Linked DNA regions of Sus scrofa: all the other regions are linked to region 1. Evidence: chromatin contacts called from public HiChIP or PLAC-seq data. All regions are on one chromosome and are shown on one strand. The core of a region is the stretch at or near the end of the contact, and the rest is flanking DNA. Distances in the headings are between cores, read along the strand shown. Region 1 has its middle 21 kb from the start of TRNAN-GUU. Region 2 has its middle 89 kb from the start of SPAG6. Region 3 overlaps DNAJC1 (dnaJ homolog subfamily C member 1). Region 4 holds the start of DNAJC1 (dnaJ homolog subfamily C member 1).

Region 1 (2,700 bases), core at 56-2,555:
TTAAAGGCAAATTAATACAGCAGCAGTGATAAAATAGCCGGGTTATAAGGTGCACGGCAGAGCCGCAGGTGGGCCTGCGCGTGCGTGGCTGGCGCAGTGAGTGGATCGGAAGGTTGTGCCGCCTGCGTCAGAGGAGCGTCTAAGGCACCAAGTTTAGGTGGCGCGTCTGCTTTTTTTGCGAGGTCTGAGAGATTCGAGCACTCCGGGGGCCGGTAGCACGCACAGTGCTCTGTGGTTAGAGGTGACCATGATAGGAGGACGCAGTGACCCAGGGCGCATAGAAGTGAGGACTCTTCTTGGTGCAAAACCAGGGAAGCGCTGACTGAGACGCCCCGGGACCTTGTGCGGTTTGGTTATCATTGCGGTGATCCCGGGTCGCCACATCCAAGGGCTCCGCTCTACCGGCCTGTAGACTCTGTCACTTCCAGCCTCAAGTCACCACACCCCTACAGGGGGAGGAAGGAGGGCCGGGGAAGCAGGAGTCGGCGGTCCTGGCCCATGTTGCCCGGCGGCGAGGAACCCGACGGCGGGTCGGCGGGTCTGGCCGCGGTGCCTCTTTGGCGGCGGCCGCCCCGCACAAGTCCGTGCCGGGAGCTGGGCAGAGACCGGCCGCCGCCCCAGACGCATGGCCTCCCTGCCTGGTGTGCCCCCACTCCTCCTCCCCAGAGGTTCGGGGGCCGCGGATGCCATGAACCTAGCGGTGGGGATGCGGGCGCCGGCAACCCCGGACTCCTCTAGCGCCGGAGATAACATCACTTGGAGCGGAGGACAAAGTCAAGTGCAAGTGAAGAAAAAAGGGGAGGGGTACGAAATAAATGTACCCAGGGCGCAGTTGGACACTGTTACAATGGACCCACTATAAGTAGACGGAAACTAACAGTTGGGGGGTCGGGGGTGAGAAAGCCTGACTTTGTTTCCTGAACTGCCTCCAGTTGCCCCAGAACTTAACCCCAAAGACGCTTCGAGACACCGCCCGCACCGAAAAATCCCTGGGACTTGCACCCCGCAGACCGGCGTCCGGTGCCGCCTCCCGGCCGGGCGCCCCGAGGCTGGCATTGTCCCGTCCTTCCCTCCGGGCCCTACTGGGGCTCCCAGCCGAGCCCGACCTTGGCCGTTCTTCCGGCAGCTGGGAGAGGCCTGGCGGCCTGGGCCCGGCGCCGCGTTGGGCAGCCGGGCTCTGTGTTGGCTGGGGACGCAGCCCCGGCGCGAGCGCGCGAACGAGGCCGCGCCGTCCCCGCTGCCCGGCGCAGGTGGAGGTGCTAGACAGGCCGCCCGCCCCGGGGCGGAATGCGGGCTGGGCCCCCAGCCACCCTCGGAAGGTCTATTTTCAGGCGCCCCTCCCCACACCCCCATCCCTGGCGTGCGTCCTCCCTTCCTCTCCGCCCGTGCCGTTGGTCTTTTTCGGTTTCTTTCCTCGACGCTTCCCGATTCCCCCAGCCCTTCGCCGCACGCGCCCACCACCCGCCCCGCAGGCGGAACTGGAGGGCTCTGCGGGGCCAGGGGGTCGCCGCCGGTCCGGGCGCCGCATCTCCTCCCGGCCGGGGACCGAGGGGGAGGCCGCAGAGCCGCCGGGAGCGGCGGGGGCGGGAGGTGCGCGGAACGTCCAGGCCGGGGAGGGGGCCGCGCCAGCGCCGGGGCTCTGCGTCCCTCCCCATCTGTCGGACCAAAGCTGCTGAAACTGCAGAAATGCGCTGGCGCCCATCCACCGGCTGCAAACAAAACCAAACAAAACGCGGCGAAAGGAAAAGCGAAATGGCGCTGCTGAAAATGGAGCCTCAGCCTTTGAACGTCTTTCTTTCCTCCTCTTAGTTCGTCTAGTTGATGTTTCCAGTCCTTCCACGCCCCCCCTCCTCGGCTTTCCTCCACGTAATCTCTACCCCATCACCCCTTTGCTTTTCTATTGACAACCTCCTTCCCCCGCTTTCCAGTCTTTTCTTTCCCCTCTCGGTTCCTCCTTCTCCATTTTGTGTCACAGGCGCTTCTCTTCTCAGTTCCCTTTCTGGGCTCGCACTCCCCCGCCCGTCTCACTGGCTGTTTTCGGCGTGTCGAGAGCGAAGGTGGTAGGGACGGCGGGGCTAGGTAACGAGTTGGTTTGGTAGAGACAGGTTTTATTTAGAACCCAAACATCTCCTCTAATTAGTCGTGCCCTCGCCCCGCGCCTTCGCCCCCCGCGGCTCTGCGCCCAGACTCGCGCGGCGGCGCCGTCTCAGCAGCCGGGCGTCATCGCCCCGGAGGAGGCTCGGGGCTTACGCAGAAGTAAATACCTTTTAAAAAAGATCTTTTAAGCTGAGAATATCGCTTTTGCAGCGTCCGTGGGGGGGTGGCATAATTTGGATAGGTGGGTTTCATTTTCCCGAGGGACTTCTGAGGACCATTTTAAGAGAAGCGTGCAGAGAAAACAGCAATGTTAAGTGTTTTTTCTTTTTTTGTTTCTTGTTTTTCTAGAGGGAACCCCAAGCACTGTGATAACTTATGTTTTTAAGGCCAAGCTTTTTTGAAAATTACCTTTTCTTTACACGCATAGTTGACTTTGATCCTAAAAAAAAAAAAAAAGAAAAAAAAAAAAAAGGATGAACTCTTTCAAGAGACCGATGCTTTCGAATACATAACGCCCCCCAAATTGTGGGTTCTCGGATAGTTTCTGTAGACGCAGTATGATTTTGAAGTTCAAGGTCTCTAAGCGCTGCTCAGTGAGACAAG
Region 2 (2,700 bases), core at 172-2,671, 170 kb before region 1:
AAACCAAATAGCGATATCACTATCTCTTAGCTCTTCCTTAACAATCACTGTTGCCAAATCAAAAATCAGGTTTGAAAAGGTCAAGTTTCCTTGTTTCACGCGGTTTTCGGTTTGGTGTTTTTCTCAGAATGCCTTTAAATAATATGTTCCATGTGTGTTTTGTACTCACTGAGTTGGTAAATATTTACGAAGCCCCCAGTACCTGGCCAGGCACTGTGCTAGGCTCTAGAGAAACACAGGGACCAAACGACTCCCAGCTCTCAGAGGTTATGTGGGAGAGAGAAACTAAAAAACAAATACGTAAAATATGCAACATTATCAGGTGGTAAGAAACACTAGGAAGAGAGACAAAAGAGGAGCATGGCAGATCGGCGGTCACAAGCGCCAAGCCCAAGCCTGACTTCAGTGCCCACAAAAAATCTCCTTTGCTCTTTTCTGTCACTGTGGGCTGTTGTGTAACCAGACAATAGACGCCCGCTTAGCGGACTGGAAGCCCCTTTCTGAGACTCAATCGCCTTCCACTTTCTCTGATCAGGCAGTTTCACGGGATATTCATTAAAATCACAAAATAACGGGATCCCCAAATAACTTGAACCCCCAACAGCCCTCTCCTCAGCCCGCGTCAGGTGGGACTCAGCGAAAGGCATTTCGGGGCTGTGAGTCTGCGTGAGCATCGCCCACCGCCAGCTTCTCAGTCCACTTCCCTCTGAGAGAGGAAAAGAAGAGACGTTCTAAAAGGGCCCAAAGAGAACTCGGTCCTCAACAATTTTCACAATCGCTACCACAGTAAAGGAGATGGAGTCAGTTCAAGCGGAGGGCGGCCCTCTACGACTCAGACACCAAGACTCCAAACGGAAAGAAAACGTCGGGAGGGAAGGAGCAGGCTTTCCGGCTTTAATTGACATGGAAAACGTCGCCGGCGGAGCCCGCGGAGGGCGGCCCGGCGGCCATTCAGGAGGCGCCGTTTCGCAACAGCTCTTTTTCCGGAGACAAAGCCTCCTTGTCAGTCTCTCTGCTGCTGCTGCCGAAGCACCACGTTCGGAAGAAGAAAAATAGAGCCGCCGCTCCCGTCAGGCAGACAGACAATAGCTGCGGGCAGGCCGCTCCTCGCCGCAGGGCAGAGCCCCGGCATCTTTGTCTCCATCGCGTCCTTCAAGTCAGTCTCCGCGGGTTGCTGTGGCGAGGCGGCTGCGGAGGGGGAGAAAGAGACTCGGAACCACTCCTCTCGCTGGTTCCGATGCAGCGGCAAGGACGCGGCGGCCACGTCGGGCGGCGGCTGGAGAACGAAGGGCCCGCGCTCCCCTCACGCACGACTCCGCTCCTCAGTGGCGGGGGGGGGGGGGCCTGCGGGAAGTAGCGCCGTCCGCGCGCGGAGGGAAACGGCGGGCGGCGCGCGGTGAGACGCCCGGGCGCCGTGACGCGTCCGCGGAAACGAGCTCCCCCGCCCCCCGCCCGCGGCCCCGCCTCCGCTCCTGGCGGGAGCCCTGGGGCTGCCCCGCGCGGGGAGGCGGCCCTGGAGGCCCGCGGCGGTAGGAGCGGCCAGGATGCGGTGCGGGGGGCGACGGCTCCGGCCTCGCAGGCGTCCCGGCGGGGCCTCGGTTCCGGGCGGTTTGTCGTACACGGCCAGGCCCCACGTGTACCCCTAGCTGGACAGCAGGTGCCGCGGGGCGGGCTCCGGACTACGGCGTGCGCGGCGGCCCGACTGACCCAAGTCGGCCCGGAGTCCCCCCCTCCCCAAGCTCCCCTTCAGGCGCTCCGAGCATCAGGTCCGGTGTCGTGAAACTGGGTGGTTGTGAGGACTCCAAGTGAGCGAATGCAGGTAAAATGCACACGGAGTAAGTTCTCCAAAATAGAGCGAGGAGTGAAAAAGAACCCAGTGTTCATACATGCAGCAACATAGATGGATCTGAAAAAATGCTGGGGGCGGAGGTAGGCAAACACAAAAGACCTTAGTCTGTGTTCATCTGAAAATCTGGAAGAAGCAAAAGTGATGAAAGCAGTTGCCGGAGAGGGTGAAAAAAGCGAGAAGATGGAAGGCCAAGGAGCAGGAGGGAGGATTTGGGGGCGAAAGAACAATTCCATGCCTTGAATAGGAATGGTTGTTACAGGACATACTCAGCTACCAAAATTCAACGCTCTGTAGTCTTCAATGGGTGAATTTTATTATATGTGAATTACACCTCAAAAAATATTGTGGAAGAGAGAGTTAAGGTAGTGGGTAAGGGTGATAGAGGAACATAGAACAGACAGGTTGGTGGGAAATACACTTAAAAAATCTGAGAGCTAAATTGTATGCCATCTCTGAATTGAGTGGCTCCGCCTCCCATAAGAATCAGAGAACAGCCGCACTAGGAATAGATCAGGGCCTAGAAGGGTGCCCTGGACCAGACCTGGCTTATGCACCTCCCTGGTTCGGTCAGTCCCATCTCCGCGTGGTCTTAGCCTGTATGTAGCTCAAGGCAGAGGCCTAACCTCCACGTCCAGGGCTGCTTCTGTCCACAGCCTCCCGCAGGTGAGGATCAGATTTAGGCATGCCTACCCCACACCCAGCCTCTGATGGCTCCTCGCACCAGTCCCAGAGTCAGGTAGAAAACCTTGTTCTTGTCTCCCTAACAATTGCCTGGAAGATCAGGAGGCACACCCAGAAGAGTGGGGCATTGGAGCCCAATGTGGCCAGCATGCGCCAAAGTGAGCAAGCGA
Region 3 (2,700 bases), core at 25-2,524, 250 kb after region 1:
AAAAACGAAACTTCAGTATGAATTAGTAGCTTATTAATGAAGGTTAACTAAATAATGAAATCTGTGTGAGGCAAAGAGTGTATAAAGTGTGTAGAGTGGATTATATACTATATGAATATACTTAAAATATGTACATCTGTAATAAATATTTTATGATACCTTGAGGAAGATGAATTAATTAGTTATTAATAAGAAATAATAGTGTAAACATAAAGAATTGTGTAGAAAAATTTTCAACTTTCTAGTCATCTGTTCTATAAATGCCAGCTAGATAGTATTTTGTTTTAATATTTTGATAAGATCTTAAATAAACCTGTGTTGACTTAGTGCTCTTGTTAACATATTAATTGAACTATAGCATAAAAGTAATAAATAATAGCTAAGTAAACTTAAGTAACTGAAGATGACCTGCAAAAAGGAAACTTTATTAGGTACAGTGGTAGATGTGTGTTAAGCTGTTGTATTATGAAAATACATGTATAGGAATTAATCCAATATTTTAGGTTTTTTTAACCTACATTTTAAACTCATTCCAGACCTGATACACTGACTAGTTTAACAAAGTGTTGAAATTTAAATATTTAACTTGTGTTTAAGTATTCATCTTAGATTTTATGATATTTGATTTGATAATAAATTTTCATTTTTTAAAAAATCCTTTCATTTCCTTTTGCTTTTGTTACTCAGTTTATTGAGAATGTAGCTTTGCTATAAAATGAATTTCAAAGTTCACTTCGAATGTCACCTATTCTAGGCTAAAAGTGTGTCTTTTAAAATTTTTCATAGACTTGTAATAATGTTTGTTAAGAATATTTTGTCAATTTTGAAAATATATGAAATTAAGAAAAGGAGTAATGTTTTATATGTTGGATGGATATTATGTGTATGTAAAGAAACTAATGAAATAACCTTTAGGGTATTTCTAAAGTTTTTTTTCTTACAGGCTAGCATAAGTTCTGCATTTAAAAATAGGTACATTTTATCTTAATGGGTATGTTTTGATGTGATGAAAAGCCTTCCTTTAAACCCTTTTATACTAAAAAACCTTAATATGTCAGAGTTTATCTCTAAATTAAGAATACTTAAGTAATTAATCAGTTATACTCATTTAAATACTTCATAAATAATACATAAAATGGTGTTATTCTAGAATAATAAGAATTTAAACACAAAGTGAAACTTAAATTGCACAAGCTTGCTTGATGTGCTTTTTACATTTAAAGTAGTCATAACTGCTTAAAGACTTAAGAGTAGAGGATCATTCCTCTTTCTGTCTTGAATTCCTGACTTCTTAGTCATGGGCATTTTTCTCTACGTATACTAGTTCTTCTTTCTGATTCATTCTATACAAATGATCATTACAAAAATATACGATTGTCAAGGTTTTGAAAGAGAGTGTTTTGTTATCAGTGTAAGTCCTAATTTGTTTTTTAAATGCTAATTTGTTTTGACATAAAAAATTTTTTATCAAATTGTCTTTACTAGAGTCCCCTGCAAAATCCTGTAGGCTTATAGAACTGTATTTGTTACAATTAGCAAAGTAAGCCTAAATTATTCAGATAAAGAACTAGAAGTATATTATCATCATTCATAGTTTTGTTAGCTTATCAAATTATTTTCCAGATAATTGTGATTTTAATCAATAATAATATCTAAAAGTTTATTTTGTTTTAATTTTAATTTCACGTTTTAATATAGGTCTATTCTGGGTTGGAGTGGAACTATTGAAGACTAGTTTGATTTCTCAGATATTTCTCATGTTGTGATTCAAAGAATGGGATATAACAAAAGTATTAGTACTAATCAATCTGTATTTCCTTACCAACTTGTAGTCTTTAATGTTTAAATCTATAATTATAAACATTTGAAAATCTGCATATTTACTATGTTTAAGGAATGTCAGAAACCATTGCACAAAGTCACTTTAGGAATAAAGTAAACGACAAAATATTGAATCTAAGAAGCACTTAGATGTAATATCGTAATAGTGTCCAAATCAGCACTGATGGAATCAGTATGGAAAATTTCTAATTCCAGGCAGATTGTGTTTGGTGACCTGTAGTGTACATTAGGAATCAAAGGTCAAAAGAAGTTTAGGACAAATTAATAGCATCTCTTCTTTAAAATACTTGCTCTTTATCTCAGCCTCATTCTCCACTTCCTCCCAATTGGAGACTTTCTAGGAAAGCAGTTTTACTAAAAACACATTAAATTAATTCAGAGGAGTAGCTCAAAGAAATTATATCTGTCTTAGTGAGAGGTGAGATGCCACCAGTTATACTGTAGGCAGTACATTTTTAAACCTTTTACTCACCTTGAATAGTTGAAACATTTAAAATTTGAGTATAATATATTTGAATTTTCCTTTTCTATCTTTTCTGTGTACTGCTTAAAAACAAAACAAAAAGTAAAATTCCAGAAGGAAAAGTGAAATAAGCCTAGCTAGCTTAACAATGAAGTTTCAAAAATTTTCCTTCATTTTACCCATGTACGAAAACCGGGAATAAACTATTGAAATAATTTCTGCATTAATTTGAGTATAGGGGTTTTTTTTTCCTTCTACTTTTAACTGATTTAATAAGAGATTTTAAATCATTTCCACATTCACAAGCATTATGTCCTATTGTGTTTTGAAGAACTCATGTTTCAAGAAGTGATTGCTTTCTAGCTCCTCTGTAGCCTTCCAAGAGATTGTACTGT
Region 4 (2,735 bases), core at 214-2,713, 210 kb after region 1:
TCTGGTGTTGCTGTGGTGTAGGCTGGCAGCTGCAGCTCTGATTCGACCCCTAGCCCAGAAACTTCCATATGCTGCAGGTGCACCCTTAAAAAGATAAAATGGGATGACTTCAAGTGTATATATTACTTTTAAGCAAGATACACTTGCATTCATTTATAACTATTTAAAAATACTTCTAGGGAGTTCCCTTCGTGGCTCAGTGGTTAACGAATCTGACTAGGAACCATGAGGTTGCAGGTTCGATCCCTGGCCTTGCTCAGTGGGTTAAGGATGTGGCATTGCTGTAATCTGTGGTGTACGTTGCAGACGAGGCTCGGATCCCACGTTGCTGTGGCTCTGGTGCAGGTCGGTGGCTACAGCTCCGATTAGACCCCTAGCCTGGGAACCTCCATATGCCGTCAGAAGCAGCCCTGGAAAAGTCAAAAAGACAAAAATAAATAAATAAAAATACATCTAAAACTGCAATAATAGAAGGATTTCTTCAGTAAGATTTACTTCCTGGATGCTGTTTTTGTAAACTTTGTCAAACATAATATATTCTTGCCATGAGAGCAAAAGTAGCTTTATCATTATCCCATGGAACTAAATTCAGCTGGTGGAATCTCAGAAGGGAAAAGCATAAGATCAAACTCAAAACTGGTCAAGCATCCTGAGTTATACAGCATTTTTTCCTTCCCTTCTGCTTCCTTATCAAGAGTAGGGAGTCAGAAAGGAGAAATGTGAGAAAGCTTTGAAGAAAATAAGATTGACATAAGAGAAAGCGATAGTCGTGGAAGAAAAAAAAAAAAAAACGACTTAAAAATAGAGTGGGAAGTGAGACACTGATGGGAAAGAGTGGGGGTTTTTAGCCTAATGTCTTTAAAAACAGACATCAGTTGGGAAAGGAACCCCAGTTGGAAAGCTGCTGAAATGGATACACTACACTTCCCTTAAGACTGTGTGACTTAATGACTTAGCCAGGTTTATTAATTTCTAATTAATTTCTATCAGGCTACCTGTTTTATGGTATTATGCCTGTAAACCTTAATTCATAATTAGAAGTTTACTTTTTGTCTTGGTTCAAATTTAATGTCTTCTTCACCTCTCTCAAGAGGATATTTTATTCTGTAGATCTGCCCCTTTTAGGCCCTGCGTTCAGTTCCTTCTCTTTGCAGATGGAATATTGAAATGTATGCAACAGAGGCTGTAATCAATTAATCAGTCCTCAAACGTGCTTTTAGTTTTGGTAGCGTAAGAAAGTAGCTGCTTCAAAGATACTTGGGATGTTCCAGGTAGATGTGCGATGTCCACAACTACCCACGTCTCTTAATCTGTGTCAATACACGTAGAACTTCTCCAGCGCGCCACGACGAGAGGCACTTCTCCAAGGCCCAGGTCTGGGGCACCGGCTTCCCTACTTCCGGCCCCGCCCCCTCTCCGGAGGTTGCTAGGAGACGTGATGTCACCGGAAGCGAGGCCTGGGATAGGCTGAGGCGAGGGGAAGCCTCTCCCCCGAGCAACCTCAGCTCCCGGCGCTGGCTTTCCAGCTGTCTGTAGGCCTGGGTGAAGGGTAAGGGTCCGCGAAGGGTGGAGCTGACCGCGGCCCCTCCCGCTCTCCCGCCGCTGTGTCCGTCCGCTCCCGCCGCCCCTGCCCTCCATCCAGGACCGGCCGTGGGGCGGGCGACTTCGCGGCGGCTGCCGGTGCTCCTAACTGAAAGGCACTGTTTCCACAGCCCGCGCTGTCCGCCACGTCCCCGGTCTCGGCCGACGGCGCTGCGCGGCGGGTGACCTCTCCGAGCCCGGCGCGATGACGGCTCCTTGCTCCCGGCTGGCCCGGCTTCCTCCGCGCCGCCGGCTCCGGCTCTTGCCGTTCCCGCCGCCGCTGCTGTTGCTGCTGCTGGCGGCCGCGGGCCCCGCGCGCGGCTGGGAGAGCGGAGACCTGGAGTTGTTTGACTTGGTGGAGGAGGTGCAGCTCAACTTCTACCAGTTCCTCGGGGTGCAGCAGGTAAGCGGGGCCACCCGCCCGCCCGAGGGCTGCGCGTTGGGACAGAAACCTGCCGGTCCCGGCGGAAAGGAGGGGGTGGGGCGGACTGTGACCCCGATTCCTCCGCGGGAGCCGGGCATGCGGGGCAAGACTTGGCCATCCCGGGTTCGGCTGCCGTCCTCAGTCCGACCCACCGGGGTCTCCTCGTAACCAGCCTCAGAGGGAATGGCCTGCCTTCCCCAATTCCTCACCGCCCGGCTCCCCTTCTCAAGTTCCGGTCTCAGTGACAGGCTGGAGGTGCCACCAGCCTGGGGTAGGGACCCTTCTCTTTTTCTCTGCCATTCTGGGGAGATTTTTGCGCCAAGCTTTGCTGGAGGAACAAGGAAGAGTGGCGTGGGTAAATCTTTTACTCTTTCCTTTCCTGCCGCGTGAATGTGGGAAAGAGTAGTCGTGTCTCTAAATTTTCATTTTCCCAATTGCACTTATCTGTCTTGTAGCAGCCTCCTTTCCTCTGCCTTTCCGGGAAGGTGGGAATGCATTTTGGTTGGTGTCTGGATGGCAGAAGTTGTTCGTTCTTGCCTAAGTTTGGAATCTATTTAGCCTGTTGGATAGGGTTTGTAGCACAGTTTAGAAATCTGGAGAAACTTGAAACCCCTGCGGTATTGGTCCTGGAATTCGTAGAAGGAGCTCTCGAGTGTTCCGGGACGGTGGAGGCACCTGGGGGGCTCCGGCAAGAGAAGCCCGACCAGTAGCGCAGGATCTTTGTCTTTTT

The links. HiChIP or PLAC-seq counts read pairs in DNA pulled down with a chosen protein or histone mark.
Region 2: an H3K27ac HiChIP or PLAC-seq map of skeletal muscle shows a contact between it and region 1. The contact joins two enhancer-like sites. A contact is called at or near these places in 1 of 5 promoter capture datasets (liver), 1 of 47 Hi-C or Micro-C datasets (heart right ventricle) and 2 of 2 datasets of contacts at active chromatin or transcription factors (alveolar macrophages and skeletal muscle).
Region 3: a contact with region 1 is called in an H3K27ac HiChIP or PLAC-seq map of alveolar macrophages. The contact joins two enhancer-like sites. A contact is called at or near these places in 2 of 47 Hi-C or Micro-C datasets (embryonic fibroblasts and heart right ventricle) and 2 of 2 datasets of contacts at active chromatin or transcription factors (alveolar macrophages and skeletal muscle).
Region 4: a contact with region 1 is called in an H3K27ac HiChIP or PLAC-seq map of alveolar macrophages. The contact joins the promoter of DNAJC1 here to the enhancer-like site in region 1. A contact is called at or near these places in 2 of 5 promoter capture datasets (fetal liver and liver), 4 of 47 Hi-C or Micro-C datasets (embryonic fibroblasts, epiblast stem cells, heart right ventricle and 1 more) and 2 of 2 datasets of contacts at active chromatin or transcription factors (alveolar macrophages and skeletal muscle).

What each region holds. Positions count from the first base shown.
Region 1 is chr10:52,654,301-52,657,000 of Sscrofa11.1, forward strand. No RefSeq gene overlaps it. Among named protein-coding and RNA genes, the nearest start is that of TRNAN-GUU, 21 kb to the right of the region's middle. Within about 2 kb of position 1,306, at least 65 of the 83 cell types and tissues checked have an H3K27ac peak or open chromatin away from gene starts, as enhancers often do. A contact at or near this core is called in alveolar macrophages, epiblast stem cells, fetal liver and 2 more, where this site is marked.
Region 2 is chr10:52,481,875-52,484,574 of Sscrofa11.1, forward strand. No RefSeq gene overlaps it. Among named protein-coding and RNA genes, the nearest start is that of SPAG6, 89 kb to the right of the region's middle. Within about 2 kb of position 1,422, at least 57 of the 83 cell types and tissues checked have an H3K27ac peak or open chromatin away from gene starts, as enhancers often do. A contact at or near this core is called in skeletal muscle, where this site is marked.
Region 3 is chr10:52,907,942-52,910,641 of Sscrofa11.1, forward strand. All of the region lies in intron 1 of DNAJC1 (dnaJ homolog subfamily C member 1), which reads left to right. Among named protein-coding and RNA genes, the nearest start is that of DNAJC1, 46 kb to the left of the region's middle. Within about 2 kb of position 1,275, at least 3 of the 83 cell types and tissues checked have an H3K27ac peak or open chromatin away from gene starts, as enhancers often do. A contact at or near this core is called in alveolar macrophages, where this site is marked.
Region 4 is chr10:52,861,350-52,864,084 of Sscrofa11.1, forward strand. It overlaps DNAJC1 (dnaJ homolog subfamily C member 1), which reads left to right and starts at 1,464. Exons shown (of 12, transcript XM_005668160.2): 1 at 1,464-1,984. The coding sequence starts at 1,787.